6 separate regions of the Mus musculus genome follow, and all the other regions are linked to region 6. A link is a contact called in public ChIA-PET, HiChIP or PLAC-seq and promoter capture Hi-C data. All regions are on one chromosome and are shown on one strand. The core of a region is the stretch at or near the end of the contact, and the rest is flanking DNA. Distances in the headings are between cores, read along the strand shown.

What was found. Promoter capture Hi-C pulls out the DNA fragments that hold promoters and counts their contacts. ChIA-PET counts read pairs in DNA pulled down with a chosen protein or histone mark. HiChIP or PLAC-seq counts read pairs in DNA pulled down with a chosen protein or histone mark. Capture Hi-C pulls out chosen DNA fragments and counts their contacts.
Region 1: a contact with region 6 is called in a promoter capture Hi-C map of adipose tissue. The contact joins the promoter of Paqr5 here to the promoter of Fem1b in region 6. A contact is called at or near these places in 2 of 115 datasets of contacts at active chromatin or transcription factors (large pre-B cells and pancreatic cancer cells) and 1 of 9 other capture datasets (adipose tissue).
Region 2: a contact with region 6 is called in an H3K4me3 HiChIP or PLAC-seq map of bone marrow-derived macrophages, with 2.8 times the contacts expected there. The contact joins the enhancer-like site here to the promoter of Fem1b in region 6. A contact is called at or near these places in 6 of 115 datasets of contacts at active chromatin or transcription factors (T-cell acute lymphoblastic leukemia, acute myeloid leukemia, astrocytes and 3 more).
Region 3: a contact with region 6 is called in an RNA polymerase II ChIA-PET map of memory CD8 T cells, with 11 read pairs. The contact joins the enhancer-like site here to the promoter of Fem1b in region 6. A contact is called at or near these places in 4 of 115 datasets of contacts at active chromatin or transcription factors (embryonic forebrain, embryonic stem cells, memory CD8 T cells and 1 more) and 1 of 9 other capture datasets (embryonic stem cells).
Region 4: a promoter capture Hi-C map of erythroid cells shows a contact between it and region 6, with 12 times the contacts expected there. The contact joins the promoter of Glce here to the promoter of Fem1b in region 6. A contact is called at or near these places in 3 of 39 promoter capture datasets (cranial neural crest, erythroid cells and frontonasal cranial neural crest), 5 of 484 Hi-C or Micro-C datasets (CD4 T cells, CD8 T cells, Th1 cells and 2 more), 4 of 115 datasets of contacts at active chromatin or transcription factors (astrocytes, memory CD8 T cells, pancreatic cancer cells and 1 more) and 1 of 9 other capture datasets (adipose tissue).
Region 5: a contact with region 6 is called in an H3K4me3 HiChIP or PLAC-seq map of pro-B cells, with 3 times the contacts expected there. The contact joins the promoter of 2300009A05Rik here to the promoter of Fem1b in region 6. A contact is called at or near these places in 3 of 39 promoter capture datasets (the C10 cell line, erythroid cells and pre-B cells), 6 of 484 Hi-C or Micro-C datasets (B cells, CD4 T cells, CD8 T cells and 3 more), 10 of 115 datasets of contacts at active chromatin or transcription factors (the 230-238 cell line, acute myeloid leukemia, astrocytes and 6 more) and 3 of 9 other capture datasets (adipose tissue, liver and pancreatic islet).

The regions. Positions count from the first base shown.
Region 1 is chr9:62,025,046-62,028,596 of GRCm38.p6, forward strand. It overlaps Paqr5 (progestin and adipoQ receptor family member V), which reads right to left and starts at 1,745. Exons shown (of 8, transcript NM_028748.2): 1 at 1,642-1,745.
Region 2 is chr9:63,641,097-63,644,771 of GRCm38.p6, forward strand. Aagab (alpha- and gamma-adaptin binding protein) reads left to right here. Exons shown (of 10, transcript NM_025857.3): 10 at 1-3,494. Among named protein-coding and RNA genes, the nearest start is that of Aagab, 40 kb to the left of the region's middle. Within about 2 kb of position 1,350, at least 23 of the 459 cell types and tissues checked have an H3K27ac peak or open chromatin away from gene starts, as enhancers often do. A contact at or near this core is called in bone marrow-derived macrophages, where this site is marked.
Region 3 is chr9:63,719,761-63,723,247 of GRCm38.p6, forward strand. The region is part of intron 1 of Smad3 (SMAD family member 3); the gene reads right to left. Among named protein-coding and RNA genes, the nearest start is that of Gm51710, 10 kb to the right of the region's middle. Within about 2 kb of position 2,116, at least 151 of the 459 cell types and tissues checked have an H3K27ac peak or open chromatin away from gene starts, as enhancers often do. A contact at or near this core is called in memory CD8 T cells, where this site is marked.
Region 4 is chr9:62,120,696-62,124,356 of GRCm38.p6, forward strand. It overlaps Glce (glucuronyl C5-epimerase), which reads right to left and starts at 1,914. Exons shown (of 5, transcript NM_033320.5): 1 at 1,790-1,914. Mir5133 (microRNA 5133) reads right to left here and starts at 1,899; the gene lies at 1,823-1,899.
Region 5 is chr9:63,397,569-63,400,916 of GRCm38.p6, forward strand. 2300009A05Rik (RIKEN cDNA 2300009A05 gene) reads right to left here and starts at 1,676. Exons shown (of 2, transcript NM_027090.1): 1 at 1,308-1,676. The coding sequence starts at 1,653. It overlaps Gm16759 (a long non-coding RNA gene), which reads left to right and starts at 1,749. Exons shown (of 5, transcript XR_003948339.1): 1 at 1,749-1,884.
Region 6 is chr9:62,809,558-62,812,933 of GRCm38.p6, forward strand. It overlaps Fem1b (fem 1 homolog b), which reads right to left and starts at 2,091. Exons shown (of 2, transcript NM_010193.4): 1 at 1,501-2,091. The coding sequence starts at 1,748.

The DNA.
Region 1 (3,551 bases), core at 495-2,994, 780 kb before region 6:
TTCCTTGGCTATACAAGAAGTAAGATGAATAATTATAGTTTTATATACTGGATTAAGAAAGAAGTTGCTCCAAGTAGGGGCAGAGTGTGAAGGCATCTGGGAGTGTGTCCACAGTTTTCTGGTGCTAGCTTTCAAACGTCCTTCCTGATCTTCCAGGGCAGAGTCCTGTCTACTGGAAAAAGAACTCACCCGTGTCTGGTTAACTCACGATGGTCTGGCTCTGTTTCTTCCCTGTGCCAAGTACTATGGATACAGAAGGGACCGCAGGTCCTGCCTCCCTCCTGCTGTCAGGGGAGCTTACCAAGGGGCTGGTAGGGGTTTGGCAGACTTTCCTAAGGGGATTTGGATTCTATTTGAAAGTGCCCTCACCTTGCACACTCCTGGACGTCAAGGGAGCAACTGGCTCCTGCCAGTCAAGGGCATAACCAGAAAAGGACCAGCAAAATGGCTCAGTGGGAGACTGTGCTTGCTACCAAGCCTGACAACCCAGTTCAATCCCCAGGCCCCACATGACCCCTGCAACTTGTCTTCTGATTTCCACATGTACCCCACTACCAAGCACAATAATAAAGAAATATAGTAATCTTTTAAAATGCAGAAGCCCCTGGTCTAAGAGACCATGGCTGAGGCCCACCACTGTGCTTGGGTCAAATGCTTTAACCTTTTGGAGTCACCTTTCTTTCTTCAGCTACCATCTGCTTGGTTTTTCCCCCCGCGGAAAAGTGAAATTGGGGTGTCCATGTCAGCCATGATGGCTGCTTTAGGATCCACCCAGTCTCCCCTCTCTTCTTTCTGGCTCTGGGGGAAGGCGCGGCTTTCTTCTTTCCACCAAGAATTTTGTGGGCTCCAGTGCTCTGCACCTGTAGGCTGCAGCCCACCCACCTCAGGGCATAGGCTCCTCAGTCTGGGTTTTGAGAGTGCTGGGATGGGCGTCAATAAGGACCCGGCCTGACCAAACAGAATGAGACAGGAAAAGGGAAGGGGAAGGGGAAGGGGAAGGGGAAGGGGAAGGGGAAGGGGAAGGGGAAAGGGAAGGGAAGGGAAGGAAAGGAAAGGAAAAAGGAGGGGAGGGAGGGGAGATGAGAGAAGAGAAGAAAAGAAAAAGGAAAGGAAAGGAAAAGAAAAAAGAAAAGAGAGGGGAAAAAACCCCAGCTTCCTGTGTCTGGTTACCCTCTTTATCAGGGCGCAGAGCTACCTCCTTGGGCACAAAACTGTACCACCTTACCCGCACACTATCTGACTGGTTCATAGCGTGCGTCTGGCGAGAGGAGGCGGGAAGTACACATATAAACATCGCTAAAGCTTAAGAATTACTGTCAAATTCCATCCCAGGACTTTTTTTTTTTTTTTTTTTTAAGGGATGGAGAGCCAGGATGGGGAGGGTGTCTGTTTCGTTGAATAATTAAGAGAAAAACTGGTACTTAGAAAGGCTGGGGAAAAGGCCTCCCCTCTTCACGTGGGCTCGGGGTGCGCGGGTGCAAATGTCTGCTTGGCAGTTGCCTGATGCACCACCGTCCAAGAGCAAACTTTCAAGATCCGTCTTCAAGTAGCACCCGGGCTCCGTGGCTCAGTGGCAGAGAATAGGAGCGTGAGGACGGGGACCCGTGGGGGACACTGGCCGGGAGTTCCGCCCTCGGTTACCTGAATTCTGAGGCTCACTGGCGTCCAGTGGATAGGGCGTAGAGACGCAGCAAGAGCAGATCCGAGACGGGCTACTCCTCCCAGGCCAGCGCGGGCCCCCAAGCGCCTGGGAACTGCACCTGGAGAACCCAGAGCGGCGCGCCCTCCTGTCGCGGGTCCCCGCCCAGGCTGTCCCGGCAGGGGCGGGGCAGGGCGGCCTCTGGGAGGAGCCGAGCGATGGGCTCTCCTCCCAGCTCCCTGGCCTCGCCAGGCCTCGTGCACCGAACCCTAGACCTCTTCTCCTTCAAAGCTTCCCGCGTCCCTTCAGCCTCAGGTGCCCCTTAGCTGAAATTTGAGGTACACAAGGTTCTCTTTCTCATCCTGTACTCTCTGGTAGGTACTCTACACTACTCCTACCCTTAGATCTGAGGTCTGGGAGCCCGTAGGCCACCTTGCAGCTCACTGAAGGATAGGAAAGCAACTGCCTGATCCCATGGTCCTCTCCTCTGCTGAGAGGCCCCCGGCTGATGATGGCCCCTGCCATCAGACCACCTAGAACAGTGGGTCCTTGGAAACCCTTGTCCGCAGGCTCGGTGTCTCTGGTCCTAGGTTCCCAGATTGGAAGATGTTAAGCATGGCCCTCTACCAGCTAGTGGACACAGAGAGAAGAGATGAAGGGACACAGAAGACAAAGAAACCCGGCTCTGGGAAGCTGGAAGCTGGTTCTTCCAGGTGCTGAAGAACAGCCCAAAGCCACTTCCTCCTTCTCCCACCCCACAGCAGGCAATCAATCTCCAGGATCAATCTGGAAGGCTCCAGTGAGCAGTGGGCAGACTCCGTGGTCCTCCCTGAAGTTGCCTCCCTTTTGCTCCCTGACCTGCCTTGCTGGCAGGTATGCACACCAGGAAGAATAGGAGACTGTCCCAGACTCTAGTCAACTCTGACCTTGAGCAAAGCTCTGGTCCCTTCTAGGTCTGTTTCTGAATGAAGTTAATGTGATGTGTTGGAACAAATCTCTCTCTCTCTCTCTCTCTCTCTCTCTCTCTCTCTGTCTCTGTCTGTCTGTCTGTCTGTCTGTCTCTCTCTCTGTCTTTCTCTCTCTCTCTCTCTCTCTCTCTCTCTCTCTCTGTGTGTGTGTGTGTGTGTGTGTGTGTGTGTGTGTGTGTGTGTGTTGGTTGGCCAGTGAGTCTCAGGGATTCACCTGTCTTTACTTCCCAGTGTTGGGATTACAAGCATAAATTACTAATTCTTGGTTTCTTTCATTCTCTCTCTCTCTCTCTCTCTCTCTCTCTCTCTCTCTCTCTCTCTTAATCTGTGTGTCTCTGTGCCTTGTGCCCACAGAAATAAAAACACAAAAAGGCGCTGGGTGTTGGATTCGCCTGGATTACAGGGTTGTGAGCCACTGATGTGGGTGCTGGGAACTAAATCCTCTGCAGGAGCAGCTCTCGATGGAGTCTTCTCTCTAGCTCCCCACCCCCTTCTAAACATGGACTGTGGAGATGGAACACTCTCTTCTTGTTTGAAAGGCAAGCACTTTACCAACTGAGCTGTCTCTCTAGCACTCCCAGATCTAATTGCTTAAGGGGAAAGTGTCTTAGCCACGTAGGCAGGCAGGCAGGCATCCTGTGCACACCAGAGTTTGACAAGTGGGTGGAAAATGGGTTCTCTGCTGAGCTCGGCCTTGAGTGAATCCACTAGATGGAGATGCAGATCTCTGCTTTGTCTTCCCAAGGTTATTGGCAAAGGCTTCCCTCCATCCATCCCCCACCTCCACCCCCCCCACCCCCACCCTGCCCAAGCAGGTATGGCAGTAACAGAACCACCAGCTCTGGGTGTCCTCTGATATCATCTTTTGATTGTGGCACTGGAATGGGCTTTGGAGGCAGATGAAAGCATGTAGCAACCTCTGGAAGGCCTCTTTGTACTCCCTA
Region 2 (3,675 bases), core at 100-2,599, 830 kb after region 6:
GGTCTCCCCTTCTTTCTGCTTGGAAGCCAGAGGTTGCTGTCAAGGCACCAGTTCCAAGCAGTGGGGGGATAGGTGAGCCTCCCGACAGCCAGGTCCTGAGCCACCATCATGGTTCACTTCCAGGGCTATTGGCTTCTCCATACTCCAGGGCCCAGCCCCAGGGGAGCACAGAGCAAAGTTCTAAAGGAAAAGAGGGGAAAAGGTCTAAAAGTGCGTAGTCTGTCATCACAGACACTTCTGTGAGGCAGGCTTGAGTCCCCTGCATTGTCATGGGTCTCTAAGGATATGCAGCCATGTACATGGTACTCATCGTGGGCTGAGAGCTGGCCTGACTTAGTGTCAACCATGACTTAGGTCATGACCAGAAACAAGACGCGCCTGCTTGGGTACCACTTACAGGACCTGAAACATGCTTAGCCAGGCCAGAACCAACCCAGGGAGGAGGCATGATCCTGGTGATGGTGGTATTCTAGAAACAGTGGGTGCTGCTTTGCTCCGGGTTCCTGGGTTCCCACTCCCCACATTCTGATCTTGTAAGCTTTGAGCTTGGGTTTACCACCAGCCTTTCAGGGGGACTAATACTTTAATGTGAGTGCATTCGCTACTGGTTAAGAAGGGAAATTAGGGAAGTCGGCTGTGGGTTGCCAGAAAGGTAGAACTTGTTTTTCTTAAAATATGGAAGATTTTAGAAAATATATTAGGTCACATGATTAGGGAAAAAATAGACTAGAAAAGGCTGTGGACTTGATTTTGCTGACTAAACAAACCCAAGTAATTAAAAGATGACTTATTTATAAAGTCTGCTAATGTGTTTTGTTCTGTTTGGGAAGAGGTGTGAGTTGGTGGAAGCCTGGTGTCTTTTGTAGTAGACATACAGTCCGAAGAGTTTGTTGCCTGTAATGTTTCAGAATCTACTTTGCCTATATATTCCTGAGCTGGTGCTGTGGTGATAGGTGTTGTCTAACTTATGTGCACATAAGTTAGAGTTCCGGGGGGACTGAAGGTAAGAAACTGGTTTTCTGCCTTAAATACTTCTTGTTTCTGTAACAAAGTGCTTGGCACATAGTAGGTCCACAATTTTTGTTGACAAGTACAATCTGCTTGGTGGAAATGATCACAGAGTCTGAAGATCCATGAGTTCTAGAAATGAGAGAGAGAGAGAGAGAATATGAATATGAGAGTCAAATTTTTCTTCCCTGAAACAATCATATTATGTAATGATTTCAAAGTGATGAAAGCAAGGCTATTTTTACAGTTTGAAAATATGGCAGAGAATGAGAAGGTTGACAGAACCAGCTGGCTTGCTCTCTATTTATAGAACTTGGCCACATCTGATCTAGAGAAACTAAAGATTTGGGGAAGCTGGGCTTAAATAGTGGGGCAATGTAGAATGTGGTTCAAGGATCATAGGCATACACCAGGCCTCTCCTGTGAACTGCTCCGAACAAGAGGAAGATGTGTGCCTACTGTCACCCTCCCGCTGTGGAGAGCTGGGAGGAACGTCTTGACAGTTTATCATGTTCCTTGGGATAGTCTCCTTTAAATTTATTTTTGCATGTATGGGTGTTTTGCCATTTTTGCCTGCAGGTATGACTACACCACATGGTGCCTGTGGAGGTCAGAAGAAGGAGTTGGATCGTCTGGGACTGGCATTACAGATGTTTGTGAGCTGCCATTTGGGTGCTGGGAGCTGATTCCAGGTCCTCTGGAAGAGGAATCAGTGCTCTTGGGATGGTCTCTTAACAGTGACCATTGAGAGAGCATGAAACATGGCCCCTTACCCTTGTGTAAGCAGGAGAGTCATGGTGGAGGGGTAAGATATGGGCTCTAGGGACTATTTTGAGGGTGGGTGTTTGCTGCTGTTAAGCTAAATTTAGCAAGTGTCTAGAATGGACAGGGGTTCTGGTTCATTAGAGCTCTGCTTGAAGGAGAGAGCTTAAGCAAATGCGCTGATGACCAGACGTGCTCTTCACACACACACACCCGTCTACAGGGGACAACTGAGCATTGGATCATTATCTAACAGTCTCAGAGCCTACAGGGAGAGAGAATGTAATCATCTTCCCCAGTGCTCGGGCTCGTGGGCTGCTCAGACTGGAAGTTGACATCCCCTTTGTGTACCTGGGCAGTGAAGTGCTGCCACAGAGCAGAAGGCAGGGCTCTGCTCAGTGACCCGCCTTACACCTTAGGCGCACACACTGAGTCTCATGTTCTCCACGGAGCTGCTCTATACCCTAACTATGAGGGAAGTAGGTTCCAGTGCCGAGAGCATCTTGCTTGATTCTGGTTGTTCCTCTGGTGTGTGGAATGAACAGTTAATAGCAGTCATGTGTATCTATCCTCAGAATGCTGGGCAGCCCATTTCCTGTGTCCTAGTGATTGAACAGTTCCACTCCCCCATCCCTCCTTATGGAAAAGTACAGATTCAAAACCTGGCCTTAAAATTATGACTATCTTTGGCATACAAACTTGCTTGGTGTACATGTGTGTATGGGGAGCGGGAGTCTTAAAGCCTTTGTGTGTGCTACATTTATTTATGTGTGTGTGTACATGTGTGCCACTTGGTGTATGTGAAGGTCAGAGGACAACTTTAAGGAGTTTGTTCTCTCCTTTCACGGTGTGGGTCCTTGAGACTTGAATTCAGGTCATCAGTGGTGGCAGCAAGCCCCTTGACCCACTGAGCCATCTTGCCAGCCCGTTTCTTTTGTTTTCGAGATGTAGTTTTGCCACACAGGCCTTCAGTGTTCAGTCCTCTTACCTCAGGCTCTTGAGAGCTCGGGTGGCAAGTGTACTACGCCCGTGCATGCTCACCCACCAAGAAGCTGGGCAGCAGACACTCCAGCTCAGCTTGCTAACCAGGAGCCTCTCTGCTGTCCTTGGGAAAGAAGTGGCCATCAGATGGCTTTAATGCTACGGAGGTGTGAGCTCACTGATGTCCAGGATCTGTGCTTTATAAAGATAACAGTGTTGGTGGGAAGAAACATAGATTTAACCTGAATTTAAGGACTTGGACTGCATTAATGACACTCCCTAGGAAACCTCCAGACACTCATCATTAGCAAAGTTCAGTTGCTTCAACTTGACTTTGAACCCTGCTAAGGCTGAACCAGCCTCATGACCTGTGACTCTTGGTGCCGGCATCGGAGCGAGCATGACGGAGGAGTCGGTCTTGAGGATGATGTTTCTTTTCTCCTGGAGCTCAGACTTCAGTTCAGAGGGGAGTAAGAGGCAAGCAAGACAAGGTCACGTGACAGAAGGCCAAGCAGAATGGGAAGAAAGTTACCACCAGCTTACACCACAGCTGTTTCCAAATGCGAGCCCAACTCAGAACAGGCCCTACCCCATATCTGATAAAGTTGGTGTATGGTGGGACCTGAAAAGCCACATTTGTACCATCCTGGGTGATACTGACACTCCTGGGGTGTGCTTTGAGAATCCCGGGGAAGTAATGCTGGAGTCCAGATAAAAGCAATAAAGAGTTCATGCACACAGGTAAGTGGAGACATGAAAATTCTCATGGTAAGTCATGACATGAACAGGTATAGAAATGAAAGCCCAAACGAATATGCTCGCCTGTCCCAAGGGACTAAGATGCTCTAGGCACAAAGGGTCTTCACCCGTTCCAGGAAGGCCTGGTAGCAGCAACCTTGACCATGCATATCAGATCAGCTCGCT
Region 3 (3,487 bases), core at 866-3,365, 910 kb after region 6:
AGCAAAAGGAAGGCAAAAATCTAGGCCAGGGCTCTTTCTTGGCAGAGCCAAGTTGGCAAAGGCCCCTGAGAGACAATGGCTCCAGATCAGGTGGGTGACATTGAAGCCCTGGAGCAGTGCCACCAAGAAGCAAGATCAAACGCTCTGTGAAGTTTGCTTCACAGTTTGCTTCACACGTAGGCCACGGTCTGTCCTTCCTGCCCCTAGAAAGCAAGGGTCGGTGTTTCATGTGTGAGAAATGCTGGGTCCCAAGACACAGACCGGGAGGTTCCAGAGGCGCTCAGCAAACCCCAGCCCTGAAGGATTCGTTCACACATGCTGTGGGTTACACGTTCGTCTGGTCTGTGAGAAGGGAAGAGGGTGGGTGAAGCCCACACAGGAAGTGATTTCTGGTGTGACAATGACCATCGAGGAAACAAGATAACCAGATAGTGGGACTATAGTGATCCAGTATAAACCTGGCCACGTGTGCCAAATCCCTTGCCAAAGTCATCTGTTCTCTGCCACCTGCCATGACAGACGGGATTATGGGAAATGGGCTGGCAGGAGGGTACTGCCCACAGTGCATATGGATGCTTATAGAATATGCAGACGTGTGCCCCCTCCCGAGCCCCCGAAACAGAGGGTAACAGGGTCAGATGTTCTGAACTGGGACCCAAGCAAGGATGGCACAGAGCACGGCTTGAACCACTGAAGATGAATCAAAAGACAAGCCTTGGTTTGTTTGACCCATCAGTTGGTTTTCGACACTATTTACCTCAAAGCAATCCTCCTGCCTCAGCCTCTCAAGTGCTGGCTTTACAGTCATGAGCCACCATGCTTGACTTGCTTTTGGTCTTGTTTGAGACAGGGGTCTCACTCTGACCTGAAATCCATAATCCTCCTGCCTCAGCTTCTCAAGTGCTGGAATTATAAGTATGCCCCACCTCGCCCAACAGGATCCTTTCTTTGTAGAAGTCTAGCTTCTTCTATGATGAGGCATTCTGGCTAGCATGCCTCATCTCCCCAAGGGAGCTGCCACTCGGTGTACACACTGGCACCTACCCACTCCCATGAGAACAGGAAAGCCTGAACTCATTCATTCCCCAGCCTCTCCGAGGACAAGGAAGTGCCACTCACTGTGCTAGTGTAGCGTTTACAAAAGTTGAAAAATACCCACGCCGGCCCTGCCTGCCTGCCTGCCTGCCTGCCTGCCCTGGGTGACACTCTGGGCTGTTAGAGGCGGAGGAGGTATGGGGGTGAGCAGTCTGAAGTCTGATCTTATCTACTTTCCTGCCTTTGAACATTGCCACAACAAACCCAGCAGGCCAGGCTCTTTGAAAAGCAGGGCCTGTTACACACAGCTCAGCCCTGGCCCCCTTCCTTCCTCCAGGTCCCCTGGCTCCCTTCTGTACAATCTCCAATGGCCTGCAGGTCAACACCTTGGAAAAGGTAAAGCTACTCACTCCCTTAAATAAGACACATGGCCTCACTGATCAACCCACACTGAGTGCTTACTGAGGTCTAGAAACAAGCTAGACACAAAGAGAAAGGTACACAGTTGGCCCCCACATTGGCTACTAGAAGTGACAGAGTGCCAAGCTTCCCCGGGATTAACAGGAGATGGAAGTCATTATTGTTGGCTCAGTTCAGGCCCCTGTGTTCTGTTCAATAGATGCATAGAAAAACCATACAGGAGTAACGATCAGACATTGGACTGCTACACATGACAGGTCGAAGCTACCAGCATCTGAGATGAGAGGGCCGAGTGAGTAGCTGATGATGAGACAGAAGCCCAGACAGTGCTTGGAGTTCTGAGTTCCTATTTCTGGGCCAGTAGTGCCTAGTTCTCCACCTGTTCTAGGTTCCCTAAGGCAGGTCAGGTCACAGCTGGAACTCAATCATCCTTAACTCACATCTGCACAGGTCTCTGCTGCTTCCTTAAACTCTCTTCAACCCCATCCCTCACCACAGCACCTTGGACTTCCCCAAATGGTGGGAGGCAGGGGGAGGAGAGCAAGGCAGGCCCAAGACAGGGCTTCCGAACAGGGAACTCCAGCAGTCAGAACTGGGCGGATGAATGACACACGGGTAAGTTACCTTTGTGGAGAAGGGCCAAATTAATACATTCAAAAATATTTACTGAGCTCTGCGCCCTAGGCAGGAAGTGACTCAGCAGACATTCAGAGAAAGGAAAGGTGGTTAGAGAGAGAGCCGGGGGTAACCAAGGCAAGGGAGTGGAACCATTCTGGGAACAAAGGACAGAGAGAGAGAGAGAGAGAGAGAGAGAGAGAGAGAGAGAGAGAGAGAGAGAGAGAGAGAGAGAGAGAAGGGTGCGAGAGTCTGGGGCACACTCCGAGATACATGGCAGCCAATGGATGTGGCAGCAGGTGCATATAGCATACCCAAGAGGGACCAGGGTGAGCTCCAACTAGAAAGAGTGAAGACAGATCCAGATAGTGCTGGGCTCTGGAGACCTTTCAGTACCCAGCGAGGGGACCGGACCACATCCCAGTCCACATGAGCAGGATGAGTCCGGGTCCTACCTATCCACTGTGGTCTGCCCCTGCTAAGGCCATGGAGAAACTCAGGCTCGCACCTGTTTACCAGACTCTCACTCCGAAATTATCAGAATCCGTCCACATTCACCAGTCTGCACTAGCCCTGACCAGCACCCCAGGCAGACCCCAAATTCCTGCAGTGGAGGAAGGACCTGAATGTTCACACAAAACCCACTGGCTTCGAGAGGGTGGTTGGGCCAGCTCACTCTGAAAAGAGCCTCCTTTGGCATATTGCAAGTGGTTTTCACACATTTCTGGGCAAGGGCGTGGGACTGTGTGAACAACACGTTCCAAAAGGAAAAGCAGTGTGCAGTGGTCTCTTCTGACTCGCCCTACCTGTGACAGACTCCAGTGCATGCCCCCAGTGCACACACCTCAGCCCACCCCACCACGGCCTGACTAGCAAGGCAGGTCTAGAGGATCCTAAGGTCAATGCCACTCACTCACAACGCACTGACCTTCCAGGTGACCAGCAAGAATGCAATTAAATCTCAGGCCATTCCACATGAGCTCACCTTACCTCCATCTGGTCCGATAGAGCTAAGCAGGGTCGAGGCTGGTTAGTGTTTGGATGGGAGGATATGACTAATCCTTACAGGGAAGGGGCTGAGTCTTCACTAACTCTGCCTTCAACAAAACAGGTGCCTCGGACCCTGCGGTCAATGGCAGAACAGACCCCAGACATTCCAGGTCCAGTTTCCCAGGAGAACCCACTTCATCGTACAATCCCGCCTGCCCCTCAGTCCCGCCATCCCACAAACGCCTGCACAGGCAAGAAAGCCTGACAAGGCCATCGCCTCACACCCACTCCAGGGGACATGAAGGCTGGCATGCTAGTCATGCACAGGGTATGACAGCTAGGCTTGGACAGGAGAGGCTACTGCCCAAACGTCCCAGAGCTAATAAGACTCAGCACTTGTCATTCCTTGTCCCTGGGTCATACTTCA
Region 4 (3,661 bases), core at 664-3,163, 690 kb before region 6:
AGATTGAAGCTTCTGAAATTTGGCTACTTTGTCATTTGTCTTTCAAACTGAGTTTTTGGGCTTTGGTTTCAACCAAATATTTGCTCAATTGATCAGTTTTGATGATCATAAAAGATGATCCCATACTTAGGTGTGAGAAAATGAAAACTAACCTAATACCCAGCCCCAAAGCCCAAATTAGCACTGCAGTACATTCCTTTGTTTGTTTTTACATGATTGCAAAATTCAAAGCTTTAGTAACTTGTCCCCAATCTTTCTAATTAAAAAGACAGAAGAAATTATCTTTAAAAAAAACTGACAAGAAAAAGACTGACAAAGCAAAGATACTTCAATTTGCCTGCTTATATCATATTTTCTGTTTACAAGCACCTCAGCAATGTTTCCTTAGACTAAAGTGACATTAGACTGCCTAACCAGGAGAATTCTCAGGCAAATGTACAGACATTCTGACACACGTTTTTAAACCACTCACAGGCAGATACCTATAAGTCATTTTAAGTTCCACCTAAGTCTGGCAGAGTCTTCAAGAACTCTGTAAGATTCAAACCACGGTAAAAACTGATGTACCAGAATTCTCTAAAGAAGCTCAATAGGGCATCATTAACAGGTTGCCAATGACGCTTTTGTAGAAATCTGGACTTGAGACATACATACATAATATGCTACACTTTTGTTTTTAATTACCCCTCTTCCACAAAACCTTTAGAAAGGATGCTTCTTGGCACTACCTAACACCCAGGCAAATTCAGGACAGATTTAACCATGCAAGACCATCAAACACTACCTAAAACAGAAAGCCCAAATCGCACAGCCGCCCTACCCTCAGATCTAAACCCTCACTCAACAGTCAGGTATTCCAGACAACATGCTCAAGTCTGGTATCGCTCCTCTCCTCTCCTCCGGAGATCAGAGCTCCGGCGACACCAGCGCGTCCCCAAAGGTATCCTGGGGCAAAGAAAAGAAAACTGCAGAACAAGCCCACTGTGTCTCCAACTAGGCAACTGCCCCGATCAAGCGTCCAACGAAGAAGCACTGAGTTAAATCTCATCGAGAAAGAGAGAGAGACCAGATCGAGACCGTCAGATACCGAAAGCCACAAGCAGTGCCATGGGGTGGCTCCTGAAACCGGGTCTGGCACCCCTGGAGACCCAGAGACCGCTGAGCCGCGCCCACACGGCAAAATCACCCTCCTTGTCGCCCCGAAAAAGAATGGGGACCATCACGCACAGTTACCGCCCCCCTCTGGGCGAAGCAGAAACCCCAATACAAATGTTGGTCTCCCCATGCACGCTTCCCGCCCCCACCCACACCCACCCAGTCCGTTCCTTCCCGGGAGGGACACGGGCATCGTCTTATCACCCCATGGCGACCTTAAACAAACCCAAGTCTCTGGAACCCTGACATCCTCCTGCTTTACCCCAGGAATGCCAAGCGGACCCCTCTCCGCTCATAGGTCTCCCCGTGCCCTCCGGACAAGGCTAAACTGTATCCCAAGCCCCTCAACTGCACGGGATCGCCAGAAATGGTCTCCAAGTCCCAGAACCGCGCTATGCCAGCACCCGGGCTCTCAGGCAGGACACAGGACGCGCTCCCGCGACCCTAGAGACCCGGGACCGCCTGGGCAGCCACCCACCCCCACTCCAAAGCCAAAGAAGCCCCGAGACCCCAGCCCCCGCCGCGTCACCCAAGATCCCCGCACTCGGAACGCCGCGCATCCCCGGGAGCCGCCCCCGTCGCGAGCCCACTTGCCACGGCCGCCCCTCAGCCACGACACGACGAGCTCCCTCACCTGAGGCGCGTCGGCGGACGAGCGGCCCCCAGAGCCCTGAGGAAAACTGAAGCGAGCGGCAGAGACACGGCGGCCCAGGCCTGCGCTGCCGCAGCTCCAGCCTCTCGGCGAGGAAGCGCTCGTGTGAGGAGAGCCCGCCCGCTCGGCGCGCTACTGGGGAGCCGAGCCGCCGCCGTGCCCGCGGCTCTTCCCGCGAGATCCCAGCCACGGTAAGGGGCGAGGCCATGCCGGGGAGGAGAGGGCGGGACGGAGGCTCTTCGAATGGCAGCTCCGTCAGCCTGTTAGATTCGGTGTAGAAGGCGGGGTCACCAAGAGGAGGGGCCATATTAAGGGGAGGAGCTATGATGAGGGGGCGGAGAGTCCTCGAATGACAGTTCCAAAAAACCAATCAACGGTGGCAGCGCAGAAGGCGGGACTCGCATTCTCCTGTGACCAATTGCAAAAGAGTAGAGCTAATTCTCCCCGCCTATCATCAATAAATTGCGGGCGAAGGTGTTGCTGACCCGATGTCAGTTTGCTACCTGGGCAGTTGCAGAGGTACTTTAGATGACGTGGTTTGGGCAAAGTTTGGTCCTCTTCGGCCGCCGTAGAGACACTTAGCGGAGAAGCTGAACTAAATAGTGCTTAAACCGAAGAGCTGTCCGTGCGTTTTCACTGCTCTCTGAAGTGAACAGGGAGGTCCCATCTGCCAGCCTGAAGACTTACAGCCTCACTTTACTCACTTCGGTCTCCTCCTTTAGTGTAGCTTTCTCCCATTTCGGACTCTCTTCCGTTTTTATTTCAAACGGCGATGATATCGTCACGGGTGCTTTAAGCTCCAACCCAGTTTATCTGGTCCAACAAAGGACCTTTCTAATTCATTTGTGCGTTCTACTTAAAGTCTTCCACAAAGATGAAGAACGAAATCTCAAACGAGTGCTAACCTAACAAACCCGAGAACTTGTATCTTTACAGACCATAGGGCCCAGTAATGTTTAGCACAGGTAGGGTATAGAGCATTCAATAAATCTAAAAGGAAGGAATGGAAACTGTGGTGCTTATCTGTACTGGCTTCAGAAACTGGGCTTTCCTAGCCTTTCCCATTCCCCCCTCACATTTAAGTCCCTTCACTCATTATTATGCCTGCCCTGTAGCTTTCCTTCATCTTCCCCTAGTCTCCCTTGCCCAACACAAAAAGTAGCCTTACTCTTTCTCAAGGTTAACTCCTGCCCTTGTGCACTGGACCTCAGCCAGGCCCAGACTCAGTCAGCTCCCCCACCCCCACCCCCACCCCCATTATCAATTTTTTAGCCCCTTTATCCCCAGAACACACTCATTATCCCCTGTTATTTGAACAGAACACAACTACCCTGCCGGTTCTATCCACTCGAGCTGCCCTGTCCTGAGAATCCCACGTCTTGAGAAAATTAAAGTGTATTGTGGTCCCCACCTTCTCATCCCTTATTTCCCTGCTACAATACTGCGTTTGCCCACACAATCTGCTGCTCTCCCAACAGTTTCAAAAGACCTCTCTCCTACTAGACAAATGGTCTCTTTGGTGGGACTTTTTCCCCAATGGCTTCTCGGAGGTTCATTGACAACGCTCAGGATGTCTTCCTTTAGCACCTGCCTAACTGTGTTCTTTTCATTCTTTAGCTACTTTTTTTTTAAAGTCCCCTCTCCTAGTTTGAAAATGGTTGAATATTGATGACTCCTTATCTTATTGCACACCTTGTGCATAATAAGAAAAATGTCCACACACCACTGCACACTCTGAGAGCCACAAATTGGTTCAGACAAAAGCTGTTAGAAAAATCCAGAGGGAAGAGAGGCAGCTCTGAAGCTTGAGCTGGGTGGTAAAATACTAGGATGGCCCATATAAATTAAAGGCAG
Region 5 (3,348 bases), core at 426-2,925, 590 kb after region 6:
AGGGATTCAGCCTATATAGTTTACCTATGGCTTGACCTGCTAGGGTTTCTTTTATTATTAATTTTATTTTTTTACAGTCTAGCTGTTGCCCTCCTCCTGGTCCCCCTCCCACAGTTCCTCATCCCATTTCTCCTCCTGGCCTACTAGTTTTCCTAACCTATATCTCAGTATTTGGAAAAGAATGACTCCTGCCAATTCTGAAAATAATAAAATAAACTCATTTCACAAATCTAATTTGTTAGCATTTTGGCTTTTCCCATAGTTTCATACCAACCTCAGGATTAGTTGACATACACTGTATAGAGTGGATCAAACAAGTTATGAGACACATTGGTGTATAATCTCCTTCCTGGATTTTCCAGGGGGACAATGGCTCAAAAATCCCGTAAGTGCTATTTGAGTTATTATAAGCAGAAATGCCCATGCTTTATTAAATTGAATGAACTACCAGACTATATGTAACACTAGTACGGCTACACAGAGTTTAGTGTTAATTTTGGATTGAAAAAAAAAAAAAAACTATTTGGAGGGGGAGGGTGAAGGGGATAGGGGATTTTCGGAGGGGAAACTAGGAAAGGGGATAACATTTGAAATGTAAATAAAGAAAATAATCTAATAAAAAAGTTAATAAATCCCTAGACAGCAATATTTAAAAAAAAACTATTTGGATTATACTGGTTCTGCTTCCTTGTATAGAGTTTGAGTGACTGACATCTAAGTTAATATTTTTTTTAGCAGCTATTAATAGGTCCGAAACATCTTGAGGACTTGAATTTTTCCCTAATCTATAAAATGCTGTCACATCTACAATCCGTGATATTGACTCTTCTGCCATTAGACCACAGAACACACACATCTAGCAGGAGGACCGTCAGAATTAGATTATCTTCAGGAATATAGATACTAAAGGATCTTAAAAGACAGCATCTTTTAAGTCTAGCACCTGAGAAAATATGATGTCTGGAGAGAACCTACTGCTTTTAGCAAAACACAATTGCTGAGATTTCACAGAAAGACAAAGAAACTTTAAAAGTCCGTCCAGTTTTTTGTCCTCCAAAGGCTCTTGGTGATGAGCGCGGGAATGACTCTTGCTAAGCAACTTCGGAGCCACTGTCGGGACTCACTCCTCGCTGCCCTGGGCAGGGTTCTCCCGGGTGGACAGTGGCAGGGCACGACCTCAGGGGTGCTGCAAGCAGCCCACCGGGGATGCGAAGGGCCGGCCCTGGAGAGCGAGCAGCGTGCTTGTGGGCCAGCGGCCGCCCTGGGATGGAGGAGTGCCTGGGTCAGACGAGGGCGCCGCCACTCACCCAGGTTGATGACCTTGAGCGCGGTGAAGAAGCGGTCCTGCGGGGCCAGGTCCTGCCAGGGCGCCTTGGAGCAGTGGTACTTGATGAAGGGGAAGCAGCCGGTGCGCAGGACGTGGTAGTTGGCGCCCAGCACCGGCCAATTGAAGTGCGACAGGCCGAACTGGTCGTTGTGGACCGCACTGTAGGGCACGCAGAAGGAAGTCCAGTGCGGCAGCCGCCGCTGCAGCAGGTGCTGCGTCAGCACCTCCGAGGCGCGGGGCTTCGGGCGGGAGGCGGCGCCCGAGGCCCAGGGCCGGCACAGCAGCAGCCGCAGCGTAGCCTCGTGGGCCCTCCGCAGGGCCTCCATGGCCGGGGCACGCCGGGGAGCCGGCCCTGGGCCCCTGGGGCCGGGCCTCTGGGGGCGGGGTCAGGCGAGTGTGCGCATGCGTGTTCCCCTCACCACCCTAGGCCAGGGCGGGGGACACCCAGCGGGCAGCGCGCGGGTGAGAGCGCCTTGAGGTGCGGCGCGTGCGCACAGGACGGGACGGGAGGGCGGAGCGACTGCGCAGATCAGGAAAATTGTCACCTCTGGCCTCAGGTAACCTCGGAGCAGGGAGACAATGTTAAAACAATCCTCCACAGCGACAAACCCGGTCTGGCTGTCAGGCGCTGGGCTCCAGGGAAATCCTCAGGGATGCTGAGGTGCTTGAGGTGTGCACAGGAAAGTGAGCTGACACCAAGGCCTGGCCTTTGCCCGGGCTGGACGCTTGGTGACCTCAGACTGCACGTATGTGCAGATGTCCTCACAGTCGTGTTCACTGTCCAGACTGAATCCTACCTAGATAGTGCAAGATAGGGTCCCAAGCCAGATGTGGCGCTTGCCTGGAATCACAGCCCTGAAAAGGCTGAGATGTGAGGATGGGGAGGTGGAGGCCAGCCTGGGCTACATAGAAGAGCAAGTCTCAACTGCCTCCCTGTCCCCGCACCACCACCCCCAAAACCCGAAAAGCAGTCCTATGTTTTCTCATTTAGTGCCCTAAAGCTCAGAAAAACTTCCCTCCTGAGAACACAGTAAATACTAGGACCGGAATTGGCAGTCACCAACCTTTAACAATCTCAGTTACCCATGAAAGTGTAAGGGAAGCATTTCTCAGACTTTCTGCTAGCATACAACCTCATGTCTAAAGTATCATTACTCTTATATGTCCTCAATTTTTGTGGGGAGAATGAGTAAATAGGATGAGGTTTCTGGAAAGTACCATATGCAAATGAAGTAATTCTCTGTGTTGGAACTATATAACAATTATTTGCTGAAAATTCAAGAAGGATGTAGAATAGTGTGATGTTTAAAGAAGATTTGTTTATTTTGTGTATACAAGTGCTCCATTTTCATGCACACCAGAAGAGGAAATCAGATCCCATTACAGATGGTTGTGAGTCACCATGTGGTAGCTGGGAATTGAACTCAGGTCCTCTGGAAGGGCAGCCAATGCTCTTAACCACTGAGCCATCTCTCCAGCAACATTTTTGTTTTTATAGTCACCAGTTTTGGGTTAGTCAACATTGAGTTCATTCCACAAATATGTTAAATATTTAGGGGGGTTTTGCAGTCATGCAAATAGTTTGAACTTTATAAGATTCTCTATTAGATATCGATTTTTAAAGAAAGATTAGGTGAAGTCATGATATATTTGATATGCAGAATAGCTAGGAGGACTATTGAAGGGAGGTAGGGAGCTGCAGCAGAACTGTCATTTTCAAAGTAAAGTTTTAAAAGCAATGGAGCCCTTTTTCAGACAAAATCTGTCACAGAATTCTAACATATAAAGAAAATTATAAACACAATGTGTTTATTTCTAAACATTTATAAAATTAATTTTTTAATAGTAGTTTCATAGGTAAAGTGGCACCACAACAGAATCACAGCTAGTTTGTTGCCTTGGTTTTGCTGTTCTTGAGTAGGGAGGGGAGCACTGGGCTTTCAGCACTGGTTTGTTGCTGTTGTTTTGTATTGCAAAACAGTGACAATTAAACTGCCATTTCGTTTCCTGGATTTTCTGCT
Region 6 (3,376 bases), core at 841-3,340:
TCCATAGCAACAGCTGCTACTACAGGGACTCATTCCTAACTTAATAGATATGAATGTTTACATAGTGGGGCCATCCTGCTTCAGGCATAGGTAAAGTTGTGAGATGCTGGAGATCTCTAGGACACAAAGCCAAAGAATAGGCATGAATCAGGTTGCCATCTTTGCTCATCTTCCTACTATCTACACTAGAACCAAATATAAGCTATGACCCAGGGGCTGGCATTTCATTAGAATACAACAGTCCAAATCATTTCCCTCTCATTTAAAACTGACTCAAAAGCTTTTATGGTTTAAGGAGGAAAAAAAAAAAAAAAAAAAACAAACAAAATTTAACATTCATCTTTAAAAAAAAAAAAAAAAAAAAAAGATGCTTTAAAGCCCACACCTATAATGGAAGCTAAAGCAAGAGGTTGGGGGATTCCAGGTCAGCCTGGGCTATGCAGCAAGACCTGGTTTTGGAGACCAGAAGTAGCAAAGAAGAAGGGAGGGAGGGAGGGAGGGAGGGAGGGGCTAGAGAATATAAGAATGCTTCCAAACAGGCTTTTTTGGTCAGGCAGTTTTTACTAACCAAAACTAAATTGCATTTCTATACGTAGATTCCACCTACTGCAAAAGAAAATGCTAAACTAGTAATAGCTTATTCATTTACAGGTCAACAAAAACCAATGTAAACAAAGCAAACTGAATACAGCTATATTATGCCAATCATTCCGCAATCGTTCAGCACAGGAAAAAAAAAAAAGGTATCAAACGTGACGACTCTGTTATCTTCCTCCGCCCCCCAAAAATATGTACAATTAACCTCAAATGAAAAAAAATATTAGAATAATAGTAAATAGTAAATTTTTGAACAATGTTAAGTGTTTGTGAAACCTTCCCACTGTATCACCCTATACATGTAATTTAGCAATGGCGTAACTTCTACGCCAGGCCCAGAGCCACCTGTACAGCCAAAAATATTGGCCAGCATTGTGGGAGAGTCAGAACCGTGCCTAGAGATGCCCAGCTGCATGACAAGATTCTAGGGGCTTATTTTAACAGATAGTCCCACGACCTGCTTGAGGCTCGATCCGACCACGGGAGGGGGGGAGCGGGAGGAGAAGGGATATGGAGAGGTTAAATGAAGCATCAAAAGGTCCTCAATTTTAATTGTTGATCTCGTTAATTTCCGATCTAGGTTACTACGCCAGTGCTGATATAAAGATACAAAAACCTAGATGGGCAGCCACCACTCCGACAGTGCGTGTTCGCTGACTAATGAAGACTATAGATCTCAAGACCCAGGGTGTGGCTACCACCTACAGGGGGAAAAGGGTAGGAGTCGATAAGAAAAGGCAGCAAAGCATAGCTCTGGGAGACGAGGTGGGCATCAATGGGGGTGAAGGGATATGAAAAAGAACTGAGTCCACACATGAAAACAGGGTTAATGAAGGATGAGAGGATCCAGGGCTTGGGAGGCCCGCGCGCGTCGGAGGGAGGATGGAGTTGGGATGTACCTACCCGTCGAAGCGGACGGTGCCGGTCTGCTGGGTCTGCACACGGTAGTGTTCTAACAGCAAGCGCACCACCTTGGCGTGCCCATTGCGGGCTGCGATGATGAGGGGTGTGGAGCGCTGTCCTCCCTGCTGACTGACATAGCCCAGCAGGTAGCGGATATCGCTCTCTGACCGGTTAAGGAGCAAGGCAGCCAGAGTGAGCACCTTGCCCTCGCTGGCCGCCTTGTACACATAGCCAGCCAGGCCCTCCATGGCCGCCGCCAACTCCAACACCCGTTTGGTCGCCACCGCTGCTGCTGCCTTGCGCCCCCGGAGGCCGCGTCCACCAGCACTTCAGACCCGGGCCCTCACAGCCCATTCAACAGGGCGCCGCCGCCGTGTCCAGGCAGCAGCGCGACCCAGGGAGGGCGGAGACGCAGAGGTGGCCGAGCACCGCCGGAGGCACAAGTGGGACCCGGCCCGGGCGGGGAGAAGGACGGTCAGGGCCGCCCCCGAGGCCCCAGGCACCGGCCCTGGGCCGAGGGGATCTCCATGGCGGCCGCCGCCCCGGGTCTCAGGCCGCCTCCTTCCTGCGGGCTGCGACAGGCGCGCGCCCGAGCTACGGGTCGCCGCTGGGGTCTCGAGAGGCCCGCGCACGCCCTGGATAGCGAGCGATGTGCACGCCTGCCCGCGCCGGGCCGGAGGGTCTGGAACGGCCTCCACTTAGCTCCTCGCCGCAGGAAAACCGCGGGCACTCGCCCACCGGCGATCGAAAGGGTCCGCTGGCGAGCGGGGCTCCCGTGAGCCGCGCGTGGGTGTTCGCGGACCGCGCCGGCAGCACCAGCACCGGAACTTAGGGCGGGAGGAAAGCAGCCGCCGCAGACGGAGCCGAAGGGAGGGAGGGAAGGCAGGAGTGGGAGGGACGCTTAAGTAGGTATTGCTTCCTAAACCGACCGGCGGGCAAACGAGGCTATCCTAAAGAAAGGTTCCGCTGTGCGCAGTTAGCTGAGCTCTGATGCGGGTTTGAAAGTCCCTAGTGCCCTTGACGCAAGTAGCCATCTCGCCCCCACAGGACCCTAGGATGCTTAGTCAAGGCTGGGGGCGGAGAGAAGGCTACTGAATCTACGGGCTAGAAAGCACATCCAGTTTTATGATTATTACTGTGGGATACTGTCTGCCAGTGATTCACGCGCGGGGGCGCGAGGTGGGGGCCACAGGAAAAGGGGAAAGAGCACCCAAAAGATCCATTTTTGAATAAGGGCTATTATGAGCCTCCGAAATTTGGGAGGGCGAGAGCCGCTTCACTGAAAAGCAACTGAAAGCCTCACCAGACCTCCCAGGAAAGGGGATTAAGTGTGTAAGATAAAGAGCTAAGAGGCAGCAGTCATAGCCAGATGGAACCAGTCTCTAGTCCTGACCCTGCAGAACCTCCGCTGTCTCACTTACACGTCACAGAATTGTTAGGATTTGAAAAGAGCATTTATCCAAAGAATGCTATAAGCCATTCACGTACAAGGCTTTGGTTAGCATCAGAGATTTCTTCATCTAGGCTAGGCCTTTCTCTCCTGGGGCTTGTGTGGTTGTGTGGAGAAAGCAGACAAATAAATGATGTAGAGTTGTTGGATTCATGTCATTACTATGAAACAAGGGCTATGGGTGTGGACTAGGAGACTTCGCCTGGGTGGTCAGAGAAGTCCTCTGTAACAGGTGCCTGAAACAGAGGCTGGACAATGGAAATAGTTCAAAGATCCTGAGCAGAAGACAGATGGTGAGCTCAGAACAGAAGCAGTGTGGCTGCTGACTGTAGGAAGAGTTCTAAAGGATTAAGTCAGCAGGATGCAAGTCATGTGGCCCAGTGACCTATGCAAACGGTTTGGTTTACTCTGGGATTGCATTTAGGG